Linked DNA regions of Mus musculus: regions 1, 3 and 4 are each linked to region 2. Evidence: chromatin contacts called from public HiChIP or PLAC-seq and promoter capture Hi-C data. All regions are on one chromosome and are shown on one strand. Each heading gives the region's core, a stretch centred on a gene start, on an enhancer-like site or on the middle of the called end of the contact. The rest is flanking DNA. Distances are from core to core; before and after follow the strand shown.

What was found. Promoter capture Hi-C pulls out the DNA fragments that hold promoters and counts their contacts. HiChIP or PLAC-seq counts read pairs in DNA pulled down with a chosen protein or histone mark.
Region 1: an H3K4me3 HiChIP or PLAC-seq map of stem cell-derived neural progenitor cells shows a contact between it and region 2, with 3 times the contacts expected there. The contact joins the promoter of Wnt5b here to the promoter of Rad52 in region 2. A contact is called at or near these places in 14 of 39 promoter capture datasets (the 3T3-L1 cell line, cranial neural crest, embryonic stem cells and 6 more), 5 of 484 Hi-C or Micro-C datasets (B cells, embryonic stem cells and uterus), 10 of 115 datasets of contacts at active chromatin or transcription factors (double positive thymocytes, embryonic stem cells, large pre-B cells and 4 more) and 3 of 9 other capture datasets (embryonic stem cells, liver and pancreatic islet).
Region 3: a promoter capture Hi-C map of embryonic stem cells shows a contact between it and region 2, with 2.8 times the contacts expected there. The contact joins the enhancer-like site here to the promoter of Rad52 in region 2. A contact is called at or near these places in 1 of 39 promoter capture datasets (embryonic stem cells), 1 of 484 Hi-C or Micro-C datasets (bone marrow-derived macrophages), 9 of 115 datasets of contacts at active chromatin or transcription factors (bone marrow-derived macrophages, double positive thymocytes, embryonic stem cells and 3 more) and 2 of 9 other capture datasets (adipose tissue and liver).
Region 4: an H3K4me3 HiChIP or PLAC-seq map of embryonic stem cells shows a contact between it and region 2, with 24 read pairs. The contact joins the enhancer-like site here to the promoter of Rad52 in region 2. A contact is called at or near these places in 14 of 39 promoter capture datasets (the 3T3-L1 cell line, 3T3-L1-derived adipocytes, the C10 cell line and 8 more), 7 of 15 datasets of contacts at CTCF or cohesin (CD8 T cells, the NIH/3T3 cell line, embryonic stem cells and 3 more), 29 of 484 Hi-C or Micro-C datasets (8-cell embryo, the AML12 cell line, CD4 T cells and 18 more), 36 of 115 datasets of contacts at active chromatin or transcription factors (the 230-238 cell line, CD8 T cells, T-cell acute lymphoblastic leukemia and 20 more) and 5 of 9 other capture datasets (adipose tissue, embryonic stem cells, liver and 2 more).

What each region holds. Positions count from the first base shown.
Region 1 is chr6:119,542,609-119,545,707 of GRCm38.p6, forward strand. It overlaps Wnt5b (wingless-type MMTV integration site family, member 5B), which reads right to left and starts at 1,739. Exons shown (of 5, transcript NM_009525.3): 1 at 1,373-1,739. Gm52875 reads left to right here. Exons shown (of 2, transcript XM_030255703.1): 2 at 639-1,739. The coding sequence starts at 940. The coding sequence ends at 1,656.
Region 2 is chr6:119,901,025-119,904,354 of GRCm38.p6, forward strand. Rad52 (RAD52 homolog, DNA repair protein) reads left to right here and starts at 1,674. Exons shown (of 12, transcript NM_001166381.1): 1 at 1,674-1,811.
Region 3 is chr6:120,228,469-120,231,898 of GRCm38.p6, forward strand. B4galnt3 (beta-1,4-N-acetyl-galactosaminyl transferase 3) reads right to left here. Exons shown (of 20, transcript NM_198884.2): 3 at 3,046-3,123. Among named protein-coding and RNA genes, the nearest start is that of B4galnt3, 65 kb to the right of the region's middle. Within about 2 kb of position 2,068, at least 5 of the 459 cell types and tissues checked have an H3K27ac peak or open chromatin away from gene starts, as enhancers often do. A contact at or near this core is called in embryonic stem cells, where this site is marked.
Region 4 is chr6:120,186,282-120,189,613 of GRCm38.p6, forward strand. All of the region lies in intron 1 of Ninj2 (ninjurin 2), which reads left to right. Among named protein-coding and RNA genes, the nearest start is that of Gm25327, 44 kb to the left of the region's middle. Within about 2 kb of position 1,475, at least 189 of the 459 cell types and tissues checked have an H3K27ac peak or open chromatin away from gene starts, as enhancers often do. A contact at or near this core is called in the 230-238 cell line, 8-cell embryo, CD8 T cells and 26 more, where this site is marked.

The DNA.
Region 1 (3,099 bases), core at 489-2,988, 360 kb before region 2:
CTGGCTTCCCGTACAATTCCCTTCTTGGGCACCTGCCCTTCAACATCTTATGAAGACACAACGCTGCCTTCCTCCTCAGGACACTGGCCCCCAGTGTCTCTGGGCATTGTTTTTTGCCCCTCCTCCTTGCTAGTTATAGCTACCAATCATGTGTCAAAGAGAGATGTGATACTATTTTGAAATAAAAGGAAACCATCCTGCAGCCTTCCCCACCCAGCCTTGCACCAAGGTGGGGTTTTTACTAGGTCAGGCCTGTGGCTGCTGGACCTGAGATCAGGGCCATCTCCAGCCTGGGCCTGAGATCAGGGCCTCATCTTTGATAAATAGGCAGGCTCTCCTCCGGAATGAATCCACGCAGGAACAGTGGCTCAGGGGAAGATGGTCCAGCTTTCTGGGAGTGTACCTACTACTCGGGCCTGTGCTGTCTGGCCAGTCACAAAAGAGAAACCCTAATATGTCCACATGGACCTGCCTAAGTGCTGATCTCTGGCAAGGAGTGAGCCCCTGCTTGCTTGCTATCTCTGTTCCTATATTGACAGCCAGAACACCAAAGTTCTGGCAAATGGGAGCCTTTCTCTGAGGTGGCCTGAGTAGTTGAGGAGACTGCTAACTTGACCCTGGGTCTTTTTTTCTTCCAGGTACCAGGCTGAAACTGCTCAAGGTGGCAGCTGCTGAAAGCTTTGCCAACGTGGCCTGGCAGTGCAAAAGCATTGAAAAGGGACCTTGGTTATGGGGACAAACGTTTCCTCCTCCATCGATTCACTGTGCAACTCACCCTGGGCTTGAGCCACTTCAGTTTCTCTGCCTGCAAAACAGAACCGATCGTTCTAGAAGCAAAGTGAGCAGTGTTCAACAATGACTTGTGAGGATGCAAATACCCAAGAAAGTTGGGTCTGACCAGAGTGTTGGGCCAGATACCCTCTGAGGCGCCCCGCGAGGATGGACAGAGAGATGCAGAGGAGCAGTCGAGAACCAGACAGCACCACGTCTCCAGTGTGTGACCCGCGGTGGCCTGGGACAGGAACTTGGGCTAAAGTCATCCCTTCGCAGTACCTGTCGGAGACACTCCGCGCCGTTCGTCGCGCGCAAAACTGCAGCTGGGCCCCGGCGAGCCAGGAAAAGCGGAGCAGCTCCGGGTTCCCCGCTTCGCGGAGGCGACGCGCAGCGCCCCGGGGGCCAGTCCCGCTCCGGGCCAGGCGCCGTACGAGCGCAGAGCCCCTGGACGCTCGCGCCCCACCTGCCCGCGCCAGGCACCCGCGCGCGGCCCCAGCTTTGTTCGCAACGGCCCGCGGAGCCCGTCGCCGCGCGCCCCTTTCCCGCCACCTGGCCACACAGCGCCCTCGGCCGGCGCGGGGCCGACTCCCGAGCTTACCTGCGGGGGCTGCGGCGTCGGGTCGTCCACGGGACGGGGCAGCCTCGGCTCAGCGCGCGGGCCGCTCGCGCAGCCGCCCCGCACTCCTCATCCGCGGCCGGAGCCTGCCCGCCCGGAGTGCCCGGTCCGCCCTGATGGGCGCTGGGCGCCCGGAGCTCCGACTCGGCCGCAGGCTGCGCGGTCTCGGGGTCCGGGGAGACGCGTTGTCCCCACCGTCCCTTCAGGCGCCGCTAGCGCCACCGGCCTGGAGCGCGGGACCCCGAGAAGTTTCGGCCCCGACTTAGCGGCACCGTTGGCGGCCACGGCTCGAGTGCAGCGCCGGCGCGGGGCGCGCGATCCCGGGGCTCCGCCGCCTGCGCCCCGCCCCGCCCCGCGCCGCCTCCCCGCCCCCCGCAGCCCGCGGCCGCGCGCGACGCCCAGCTCCGGAGGGCTCCTCCCCGGAGCCGGACCGGCCCCCGCACCTGCCTTCCGCGCCCCTCCGCGCCCACTGTCCCGCAGACTCTGCGGGGACAGAGCACTGCAACCGCGCGTGGACGTGGAGCGCGGACGCGTGACTCACCTTTTGGTGACACCCTTTGGAGTCCGGAGCTGCGAAGCGACCCGGGAGCTATTTCCACTCTGCAAACCCCGGTCCGGACCCACACAGGCAGGTCTCAGACTGGGACTCTGATGCCTGGATTGTTCTAGCGGGAAAGGCTTCTGTCAGGACTTAGGGCCCAGTTAGTCTCCGGATAAACATGAGGCACATAAAAGGACCCTACCGTTAGTAGCCTGCAAAGGTCACTAGAGGCCAGTGTTTGGCCTTAGCTCAGGGCAGAATTTAAACACTTTTATGGCGGTTCCTATAGTCTGTTAGTCTGTTTCCTCACAGAACACCACAGTGAGCTGCCCAAGGAACCGGAAAAGGTGAAAGGAATTAGAAGAGGCTTTGGGGAGTCCAGGCCTCCAGCTGGTGGCAGAACCCTGTTCCAGATCCTGGTTACATGGTGCCCACCACGAGCACATGATCTGAATCCATTCTGCAGGTTGTGAGTTTGTCACCCTGCTAAAGAAATTCCCTCGAAATTCAGTTCGGTGAGGGGAAGGAACCAGCAGTAATAATCAAAGACACTGTACTTTTGACCTAGAAACCAAAGAAGGGGACAGAATCCCCCTTCTGGGCATTAAAAAGACAAGGAACTCATCACACTGAGGAGGTGTAAGGAGCTGTTGTTCTCAGGGGTCACAATAGGAAGAGTTAAGGGATATTTTCATCAAATGATCCCTTAATTGGAAAGAAAGGCTCTTGGAATTGGGGTGGCAGCAGCCCAGGTACTCCGGGACTTTTCTCACTTGGAAGTGAGCGTGGTTTACAAGATCTGGTCCAGCCAGTAAATCAATGCCTTATGATAATTATAGGACCCTGCCCTCTCAGGGAGTCCAGTTCAAGGGCTTTATCCTTGGGGACACATGGGACAAGGGGAGAGCCATCTAAAACAAGCACAAAATCTCTGAGTTGGCTTTGTCAGTTTATAATTGGCTCCAGTATTTCCCTCTAGTGAATCATTCGTTCTGGGCTTCTGGCTTTGTGGAAGTTTCAGGGAAAACCTGGAGGTTGTAATCACTCCAGAAGGCCACCTGGGAACAAAACCTGAATGCTGCCTGGGGTTCAATCCGTGAGCTCTCACCATCCGGAAGTTTAAAGTCTAGAGAAACAGGATGTGGGGAGGTGGACCCCTAGAATGCTC
Region 2 (3,330 bases), core at 424-2,923:
TTTCATTTGTGTCTGCCCTCTGAGTGCTGAAATTAAAGGTGTGCGCCATCTTGTGCTGCGTCTTCATTGTGGTCTCAGTGGGGTCTCGGAGCATGAGGCCCTTTGGATTTGGGCGGCTATATGATATCCAAAATATAAAAAGATGTTTAACATAAGTAATTATAAAAGGAAAGGGGTTCAGCCACATGGCTCAGTACAAACCTGATGGCCCTCTTCCCTGCGTCCCCTGAGCTTGCAGAGTCTCCATCTCTTCTGCGAGGCCCACTTCGGCTTCCCTGCAGGCACCCGGGGCCAAGCTCCTGCAGGCACCCGGGGCCAAGCTCCTGCAAGCACCACGTTCTGAGGCGCACGGATAACAGATTAATAGTCTATTTTTTTAAAAAAGATTTGTTTTTATTTATATGTATACATGTTTTGTGTGTCTGGGCAAATGAGTGTCGTATGTTTACGGTGCCTTCAGAGGCCAGAAGAGAGCACTGGGTCCCCTTGAACTGTAGTTACAGGTAGTTGTGAGTCCCCTAATTTGGATGTGGGGAACCTAACTCAGGTTCTCTGAAATAGTACGTGCTCTTAAACTGTGGAGCGATCTCTGTAGCCGTAGATGTTCAGGTTCTCCTCCCCTGTCGTTGGGATTGAGTCCATTACTTCCTACATGCCAGGCAAGAGTCCTACTACTAAGCTATAATGCCAACCCTCTTTTTACCTAGACAGGTTTTAAGCCCAGGCTGTCCTTGATTTTGGGATTCTCCTATCTCAGCTTCCCCAGTAGTTTGAGTTACAGGTCTGTGCCACCAGAATGGAAATTTGGTACTCTTGCATCGGCCAGTAGCACAGTTTCAAATGATGTTTTTCTTTTCTTCGAGACAGAGTTTCTCTGTGTAGCATCCTCGAACTCAAGACATCTGCCTGCCCCTGTCTCCTGGGTGCTGGGATTAAAGATGTGGCCACCACTGCCCTGAGAAAGAGTCTTTCCTTTTTGTGCAAGTAATGGGCAAGTTGAGTGACCAGCTAATTCCAGAAACAGAATTCTGAGTTTCTCTTGTAGCTAGTGTCATTGTCCTGTTATCTTGGTCTTGTCAGTATGGACCCTACAATGTGCTAAAGGACTTTCGATTTATTTATTAACTGCATCTGACTCCGTGTTTCTGGGAAGATTAGTTAAGTCAACCATCTAGGAAAACACGAAAGATCCTGGATATAGTGGCCATATAATGAATTGGTTAAATTGCAACAATCTGAAGGCCTGACCATTAAAAACAAAAAGTTCTCAGTATATAAACTACACATTGGAGACGTAGATCTGTTGTAAAGCAGAAAACATCATAAACTGAGATCAGTCTGTGTTTAACTTGGAGTGATGCCTAAAGTGTAACTGTCATCCAGTTAGTTCCGGTTGAATTTCAGGGGAAATCCCACTGGCTGCCAGGGTCTCAGAGTTTAAAAGCACACCGAGGAGAGGTTGGCTCCGGGCGTCACCCAGCCGGGTCACACCAGGGACCCTCGCAGGGCGCCTACGGAAACCGAAGCGGCTTGCTGCGGCTGCGGGAAGGCTGATCGCCGCGGGCGGTGAGATAACAGCCCAAGAGCGCTCAGGATGCTGAGTCCTCCGCCGCTTCCAGTTCGCGACTTGATTTGCGACAGCCTGCTTTGCGGCTCTCGGCGCCTTCTGACTTGACTTACGGCCTTTCCTTCTGTTTTTCTTTGGGCGAGGACTCTGAGCTTGCAGAGTCTCCATTCCTTCTGCGAGGCCCTCTCCGGCTTCCCGGCAGGCACCCGGACCGAGCTCCTGCGTGCACCGCGTTCCGAAGCGCGTGAGTGAGGACGGTCCTCGCCGGGGTGGTTCTAGCGGGGTCGGGGAGCGTGGGGCCTTTCGGATTCGGGCGGCTGCTGGACACGCCCGGCACGGGGGCGTCTCCACCGGGGAGGCCGAGCCCTGAAGCCCCCACGGTTGCGCTGGATCTGGAGGGAGGCGCCTGGTCCGGGGTTGCTGACCGCGTGCTCGGGAGCACCGTGCGACACGCGCGCTGACTGTTAACAGGACTGTCTAGGACAGGGTGAAGTCGGAGGGAGTCGGTGGGGCTGAGAAGAAACTGTGGACTTGAGGAGTTTGACATTCAGGGTAGCCTTTCTGGACTTTGAAAAACGAAGCGTGCATTAGTACGGTTAAATTCACTCCTCGGGGGTGTACAGTTCTCTGGTTACTCATATGCTTGGGGGTTGTGTAACCCCTAGCAACATCGAATTCCATAACATTTTCATCACTCCTAAATAAATCCAGAAGCCACAGTTAGCTCTCCCTCTCACTTTTCCCGTCATCCTAGGACCCCCGTCTGCTTTGTCAGTGAACCTGTTTCACTTGTATGAAATACAGTACTTTGTGTGGGTTTCGGTGGGATCTGTTCCGCAGAATAAAGTTCCGATGTTTGTATCTCGTTTGAATTATCCATCAGTTGATTAAGTTGATGGTCATCTAGGCTGATTCCCCTACATGGCCATCTCAATATTGCTTCTTTAATAAGACCTGGACAATTAACAGCACCAGTTGACATGCCAACTTGGATTGGGGGAGGGGTCTTAAAGGGCCCCGCCCTTAGATGAAGAGCTATACGCAATTAATGACTGTCAGAAAGGGAGAATGGCTTTCCCAGAGATGAACCCCCTAATGGATTACCCAGTACCAAGTGATCAGCCCTAAAATTGTACATGTACATGCTACATTAAACAGACTTAGGGGTTATATTTATTTATTCATATATGTATGTCTCTGTTGTCTGTGTAAAACAAAACAGAAAAAGGCTATGAAGTTGAGAGAGGGATATGAGGGATTGGAGGAGAGAGAGAGGAAATGATGTGAATTATATTTTATTTAAAAAACTGGCTGCTGCTCTTCCCAAGGACCTGGGTTCAATTCCCACCACTCACATGGTGGCTTACAACTGTCTATATCTCTAGTTATAAGGGATACCTTCTTCAGTACTTGTGGTGCACAGATAAGCATGCAGGCAAAACACACATACTTATATAATACAAACATTAATTTTTTTTTTTTTTTTTTTTTGGTTTTTTCAAGACAGGGTTTCTCTGTGTAGACCTGGCTGTCCTGGAACTCACTTTGCAGACTAGGCTGGCCTTGAACTCAGAAATCCGCCTGCCTCTGCCTCCCAAGTGCTGGGATCAAAGGCGTGTGCCACCATCACCTGGCTGTTTTTTTTTTTTTTTTTTTTTTTTTTTTAAAGAATCAAAATTTCTAATCTTTAAAAAAAAATGCAGGCTGGAGAAATGGCTCAGTGGCTAGGAGTAGTGGCTCTTCTTTCAGAGGACCTGAGTTCA
Region 3 (3,430 bases), core at 818-3,317, 330 kb after region 2:
TACCAGGAAGTTTCTAAGGACAGGTATTCCATACCCAGTCCCAGCTGTCCCATCTGCTTAGTCCCCTCTGACACACTAAGGACAATAGCTATGGCTGCTGCCCAGGGAAGAAAGGCAAGGCCTGAAGTGTTCGCTTAGAGCAAGACTCTCCACTAACTTCAACCTCTCAGGCATACTGCAAAGGGGGTGGGCACCCCATTCCAAGAGCCACTGAGCTGGACACACAGAAGTCCCAGCCATGGGAGAGATGGAGAAGCTGGGCTGGAGTGGCTGTTACTCACCTCCCTGTCCTAGGAAATCAGGGATTCTCTGAAGATCTATGAAGATTAAGGATTTTAAATCTTTTGACGTTTAAAAATGAAATCCACGGAAATCGGTCATTTACCACCGAAAAGCCACATACATGTACTAAGATAATAAATATCTCTCCTTTTTTAAGAGATTTATTTATTATTATATGTAAGTTCACTGTAGCTGTCTTTAGACACACCGGAGGAGGGCATCAGATCTCATTATGGGTGGTTGTGAGCCACCATGTGGTTGCTGGGATTTGAACTCAGGACCTTTGGAAGAGCAGTCAGTGAGCCATCTCTCCAGCCCCCAATTATTTCTTTTAAAAGTCAATTCTGGCCAGGCTGTGAGGGCACACACCTTTAACCCCAGCACATGGGAGGCAGAGGCAGATGGATCTCTGTGAGTTCAAGGACAGTCTGGTCTACAGAATAGGACAGCCAGGGCTACCCAGGAAAACACTGTCTCCAAAACCAACCAACCAACCAACCAACCAACAAACCAACCAACCAACCAAACCCCAAAAGCAAAAAAAGTTGATTCTGTCAGGGTGTGGTAGCAGATGCCTTAAACCTCAGTACTCTATAGGCAGAGGCAGGTTCTGTGAGTTCCAGCCCAGCCAAGCCCTCTTTTTTCTCAAAACAAAAAGTCAATCTAGGACAGATAACGAGGGCACATGCCTATAATTCCAGTATTCAGGAAGCTGAGGCTGGAGGATCATAACTTTCAGGCTAGCTTGAGCTACATAGTGAGATCCTATTTCCAAAATGAGAGAGAGAGAGAGAGAGAGAGAGAGAGAGAGAGAGAGAGAGAGAGAGAGAGAATGGGAATATGCTGGAAGAGCTGGCTCATGCCTGTAACCCTAGCCCTTGGGAGATGAAGGCAGAGGGTTGGGAAGAGTTCAGGTTCATTGTCAACTACACAGTTGAGACAACCGTGCAGCCAGCCTGGGCGATATGAGACCCTGTCTCAAAAATAAACAACAAAAAAAGTGGAAGAAAAAAAAAAAAAACAAGAAAAAGAAAACTGATCCAAGCTGCTCTAATAGAGTGAAGGCTAGATACCAGAGCAACTGATCTTTACAGCAATGGCTCAGCACACTGTCTCCAGCAATCTGGTGATGTCACCTAGAACAACTGTACCAGCATTGTAACCCACCCTCCCACTGGGCTTTAAAACAGACAGTATCACAGCGTAGAGGGGCTAACGTTGTCTCTTTCACTCTTGCCCTTGTGTGGGTGGGTTGGAAATCAAACCGCCCAAGCTGTGAGATCACTCTGCAGCAGGAACAACAAAGACAATGGACTGGCCCACACCGCACAGCCAAGAAAAGTCGTCTCTACCCCAGGCCCCAAGATGACTGTAAAATATGACGTCCCAGAACACCATGCTATTCCAGAGTTTGGGCATAAGCATGTACTTATGGTATCTTGTACACGGACATGTTCATTAAAAAATAAAATAAAAAGAATACCAATGCCCATAAGTAAAAAGTTTCAGAGTGGCTGGGATTTTGACTGTTGCTTTGCTGTGCAGACTCAAGTGACTAACTAACTGCCCTGCTGTGTCACTGTACCTGGTGTGATTTTTTTTTTTTTTTTGGACCCCTCACAACTGCTTTCTGAAGCCAGTTCCTAATGCATGCTCCTCTAGAACATCGGTGGTTCAGAATCTTAACAGGCATTTATGGAAAAGGCAAAGGCAATTCAGGGGCAAATAAATTTGGGACCTGCTGAGCTAAACCAAGCTAAACAGATTTGCCCAGGACTTCTCAGAATCTTTCATATGCTAATGTGGATTTCCAAGAACAGTTGCCTTGCACAGTGGGCTTTTACGTTGTGTTTTTGTTTTGTTTTGTTTTTAATCTTTTTTAAACAATGGATTTCTTTCTTCCTGGAATAGCTGGGATTTAATGGTTTGAGAACATAACTCTTGGGGAGGTTGTTATCTTTAAGACTGGGGATTGGCATAGCTGTGAAAGTCATGTAAACTCCCTAGACACTGCTTTCCCACCTATAAAATAAGAATAATGAATGACCTCTACAGTTTGGATCAACAGTGTCTCTGAAATGCCCATAAGTCCCAGCCTGCAGTGCTACTGGGAACCAGTAGAGCCTAAAGGAAAGAGGTCTCAGAGGTCTGATGCTGGAGAGATATTAGGACCAGCCCTTCCCTGTCTTCTTTGCTTTCTATACACCCCGATGTTAGAATAACCCTCCTCTAGCTCTCATCAAGATGTGCTGTGCTACATTGACCCAAAGCAACAGAGCAAACCAAGCTAGAACTAAAACCTCTGAAACCATGCTCGATGATACCCTTCTTCTTCATAGGAGAAGATTCTTAGGAGTGGATTGTGCCAGGCGGTTGCTCTAGCAACAGAAAGCTCGGTTAACACAATACTACCTTACAGAGTCAAAACAGCTGATGGGAGATGGATATGCACACAGTAGGTTTGCAGCAAATGTTTGTGTGCCCATTTCATCTGTTTAAGTCCCTTCTCTTTAAACACCAGGTTCAGGGGCTTGAGAGATGGCTCAATGGTTAAAAGCACTGGTTCCAGAGGACCAGGGTTCAACTCCCAGCACCCAAAACTGTCTATAATTCCAGTTCTAGGGAATTCAATGCCCTCTTCTGACCTAACCAGAAGTACACATACACGCAGGCAGAATACACACACACACACACACACACACACACACACACACACACACACACACCCTATACACAGAGACCAGGTTCTATAGAGACCTTTACCTCTGAGAGCCAGGGGACAGGCTTGTTCCACTTCAGGTAGCTACTGTTCCTACTCCTACTTCGGGCAATTTCTTGGTCCTATCAGCAAAACAGAGAAGGAGCTTGGTGAAAAGATTAATAAGAAATTGGAGACAGAACAGGATTCTGGGCTCCTTGAAGCTGACTGTGGAGAAGGAAGGGGTCATGGGACATAGTTCCTGCCTCAAGGAAGCTTGTCAGCTTAAGGGACACAGTCTCATTCATTATTTACACCACATCCCTGAGGAGAGTATGTCAGGCTTGTCAACATGCACTCCGCTTTCTGGTCACTTCCCTGAAGTTTTCAACCATGAGAAAAAGTGGACTCTGGATGCCCTTGGAGCAGGAGCTGTGATTTCTTATTCCT
Region 4 (3,332 bases), core at 225-2,724, 290 kb after region 2:
CGTCTGCTAGGCCCTTTCTGAATGAATGCAGAGTTCATTCACTTGTTCATTAGCCCTGTCAGGTGAGGTGCTGCAGCACCGAGGGAGACAAAGTCCACAGTCCCCGCAGCAGCCGTTGGGGTGGCATGAAGGGTCATTTTATCTCCTGGCTTCCCCACTTTAGACACTTTATTCCCTGCTAACCCTTGCCGTTTTAGGAGATTAGGAGGGCAGGACTGTACGGCAGGCAGGGATCTTCACTGCATCCTAGATGTCTGCGTCTGATAGAAGGAGCTGGAGATGTGGTTTGTTGAACTGGACTGAATAGGCGGGCATCTTGGCAGGCTCTCTCCGGGCTGGATGGGGTGGAAAATTCAGCACCTTCCCCTTTTCCCATCTAGCTGACAGATACCATGGCCTGCTGGGGGTCTTCTCACCTGGACTACAGCCAGAAACTGTCAGTACTTCTTGTTCTAATTGCATTACATTCCAAACAAGAACTCTCGCCTTTTGAAATGTATGCTCTAGTGGGGAGGCCACACTCACTCTCATCGTGGTGTGCAATGTTGACTTTCAACTTCAGAACTAACTTCTGGGTTTGTTTGTCATTGTTTGGAGACAAAGGCATCTCTCTCTCTCTCTCTCTGTTTCTTTTCTTCCTTCTTTCTTTGTTTATTTTTTATTCTACATTTAGACTTCTCTCTGGATTCAGGTTCTCCATTACAGCTTGGAGAAATCCCGTGGCTCAGATGTACTGAAGTGGCAGAGCCCTTCAGCACCCATGACGCCTCAGCTCTGGTGTGGCCGAGGATGAAAAGAAAGGGGCCTCGGGCTCTCGGAGACAAGGCAATGGTGTGCCTATAATGGGTATAGGGGAGAGATGCTGCCACCCATCCTGGCTGCCAGGATAAAATGAAATCTGGGCTTCGTTTCATTGGTTTTCCTGTGGGAAAACCTAGAAATACTACATTAAAATTCTTTAGACTGGTCCTTTGAGGGTCTGTTTGGTTCTTTTTTGAGGCAAGATCTCTCACTCTTGAAGCCCAGGTTGAACTGGAACATCCTACGTAGCCCAGGCTAGCCTTAAACAAGCCTCTTACCCCAGCTTCCTAAGTACTGGGTTTGAAGGTGTGAGCCATAATTCTGGGTGGGCCTTTTGAGGTTTGTGAAAGCTGGGTGTAGTGGCTTAGCGACCCAGGTCCCAGATCCCAGGAACTCTAATACTTAAAAGCTGGGTGGTCCTGGCAACCTCACTGAACTGTTCTGACCCTTGGTTTCCGGGGAGCAGAGGGGGGGGGGAGGTGCTATTAAATGAATTAAAAGGCAAAATCAACATGAAACTGGCCAGCAGAGGCGCGCAGAAAGAGACTTCCAGGGCAGCCATGGATAGGGCAGTGGTCCTCATGCCCGGGCATCTCTCCTGATTGTCTGATTCAGTCAGAGAACCTGCCTACCCATCCCCCGCCCCTGTTGGGGATCCAGCCTACGAGTGAAAGGGAAGTGGTCTGTCACCAAGCCACGCCTCTGACCCAGCACCTTCGTTACTGTGTGCTCCCCGCTGCTTCTGCTTCCACATCAAATCCACACGCGTTGAGAACCATATTCAAAAAAAGAGCGCCGGCCTAAGGACTTCCATATGGGCACACAGCCCTTCAGATCTGACCTTTGGGCAGCCAATTTCTTGGAACTTCGGTTCCTTCACTTACAAATTTGGGACTAGTTCCATTTTCAGAGCTGTGCTCGGCAGGCAGCATTGTCTTTGTTGCTCTTTCCGTGTTAACTCTTTTACTTGGCTCTTAAAAGTAGGATCCACGGGGCAGCGGGGCAGCGGAGGTGGGCTGGGTGGACCTGGAGAATATTTGCTTTGGGGGAAACTCTAGAGCCAAAGTGGACTCTAGAGCTAAGTGCCAAATGGGGCTGAAAACCTCCAAGCAAAGTTCTGACCCAGAAAGTGCTCTGGTCTTGGGTGAGCACTGGGGGGTGGGGGGGTGGGGGGAACAGATAGATCCTTGGGCAGTTTGTGTGTGGTAAATCCACGGTTAACTGCACTCTGAGTAGTCTTTCCTAAAGGCCACTGGCCAAGTTCTGTTTGCAGGGGAGATGGGCGAGCTCTCCGCAAAGAGTAAGCAGGCCCCGCCGCGCTCTCCCACGCAGGTCCTCCCTTGCAGCCTCTCTGCACATTCTGCCTCCTCTAGTGGAGGACCAACCCTATTGTCGCCTGTAATTCTCACTTGGGTTTCCGAAGACTCAGATTCCTGCCGGGGAGGGGCTGAGCTAACCTGAGCCTCTCTAAGCAGTTTCCTGGCCTCCCCTGCGGGACAACCGCAGTCCCGCAGCCCTTCCCCCCAGCCCCCCCGAAGGCCACGCCCCTCATCTTTAATGTTGCACGGTCCAGGCCCAGTCCTGGGGCCTTGGGCAAGAGCTGGAGCCTCCCAGGGAGGTTGAATCCAAGGCTGGAGGAGCTTTCAGGGACAGTCAGGGATTATCACCAGAATAACACGCAAAAGACACCCCGCCCTACCGCGGATTAGAGGCTGTTGATTTTTAAGGGCAAGACGGCTGCTCTTGGCATGGAAGGCCAAGGGCGGCACAGTGGCGGCATGGGGCCTGCCCCAAACAGAGAGCCGCAGGAGTCTGCCCTTTTGTGGGTTTTGGCCTGAAGACAGTGACAGCACCGGGCCTGTCAGCCCTATGTGAGGATTACAGTCCAGGAGAGAAAAAGACAGTCCTTAGGGGTGGAGCAGGTTTTCCAACAGATGTCCCAAGCCACTCCCCTGTCCCGGAAGTGATGCCACACCCTAAAGCTCTTTTCTTTAATAAATTTGTGGGAAAGCAGTGTGTATTTGAGACACTTAAGTTTCTTCTCCAGCATCCTAGCACCAAACACTAGCAAGGGACTGAGCTCGGGGACTGTGCAACCCAAGAATATGCAAGAGAGGATCTTAAAGGTGGAGACAGCTTAAGTTCAAGACCAGCTGGGCTATGCAGTGAGACCGTGTCCAAAGGGGCAGGGAAGACAGCAGAAGAGGGAGCCATATAGAGGCCTAAAGAAGGCCAAAGGCCAACACAGACAGGGGAACAGAGCCTGTACCAAGGGAAGGGGTCTAGCAGAAAGAGGACACTTCCTCCAGGGGCATAGAGCAGACAGGCCTCCAGAACAGGCAAGAAGGGTGGAGTATGTTTAGGGAACTGTGACTAATGTGTACCATTGCTTCTCAGCATCCTGCTCCGGGCACAGGCAGAGCCTTCAAAAACGGTTAGCTGTTAGTCCGCCCCATGGGGAAGGGTGGGGAGAAGAGTAGGAGACAGGCTGGAGAGATGAGCAGCCCAGAAGGCAGAAGTCTGCAGGCCAA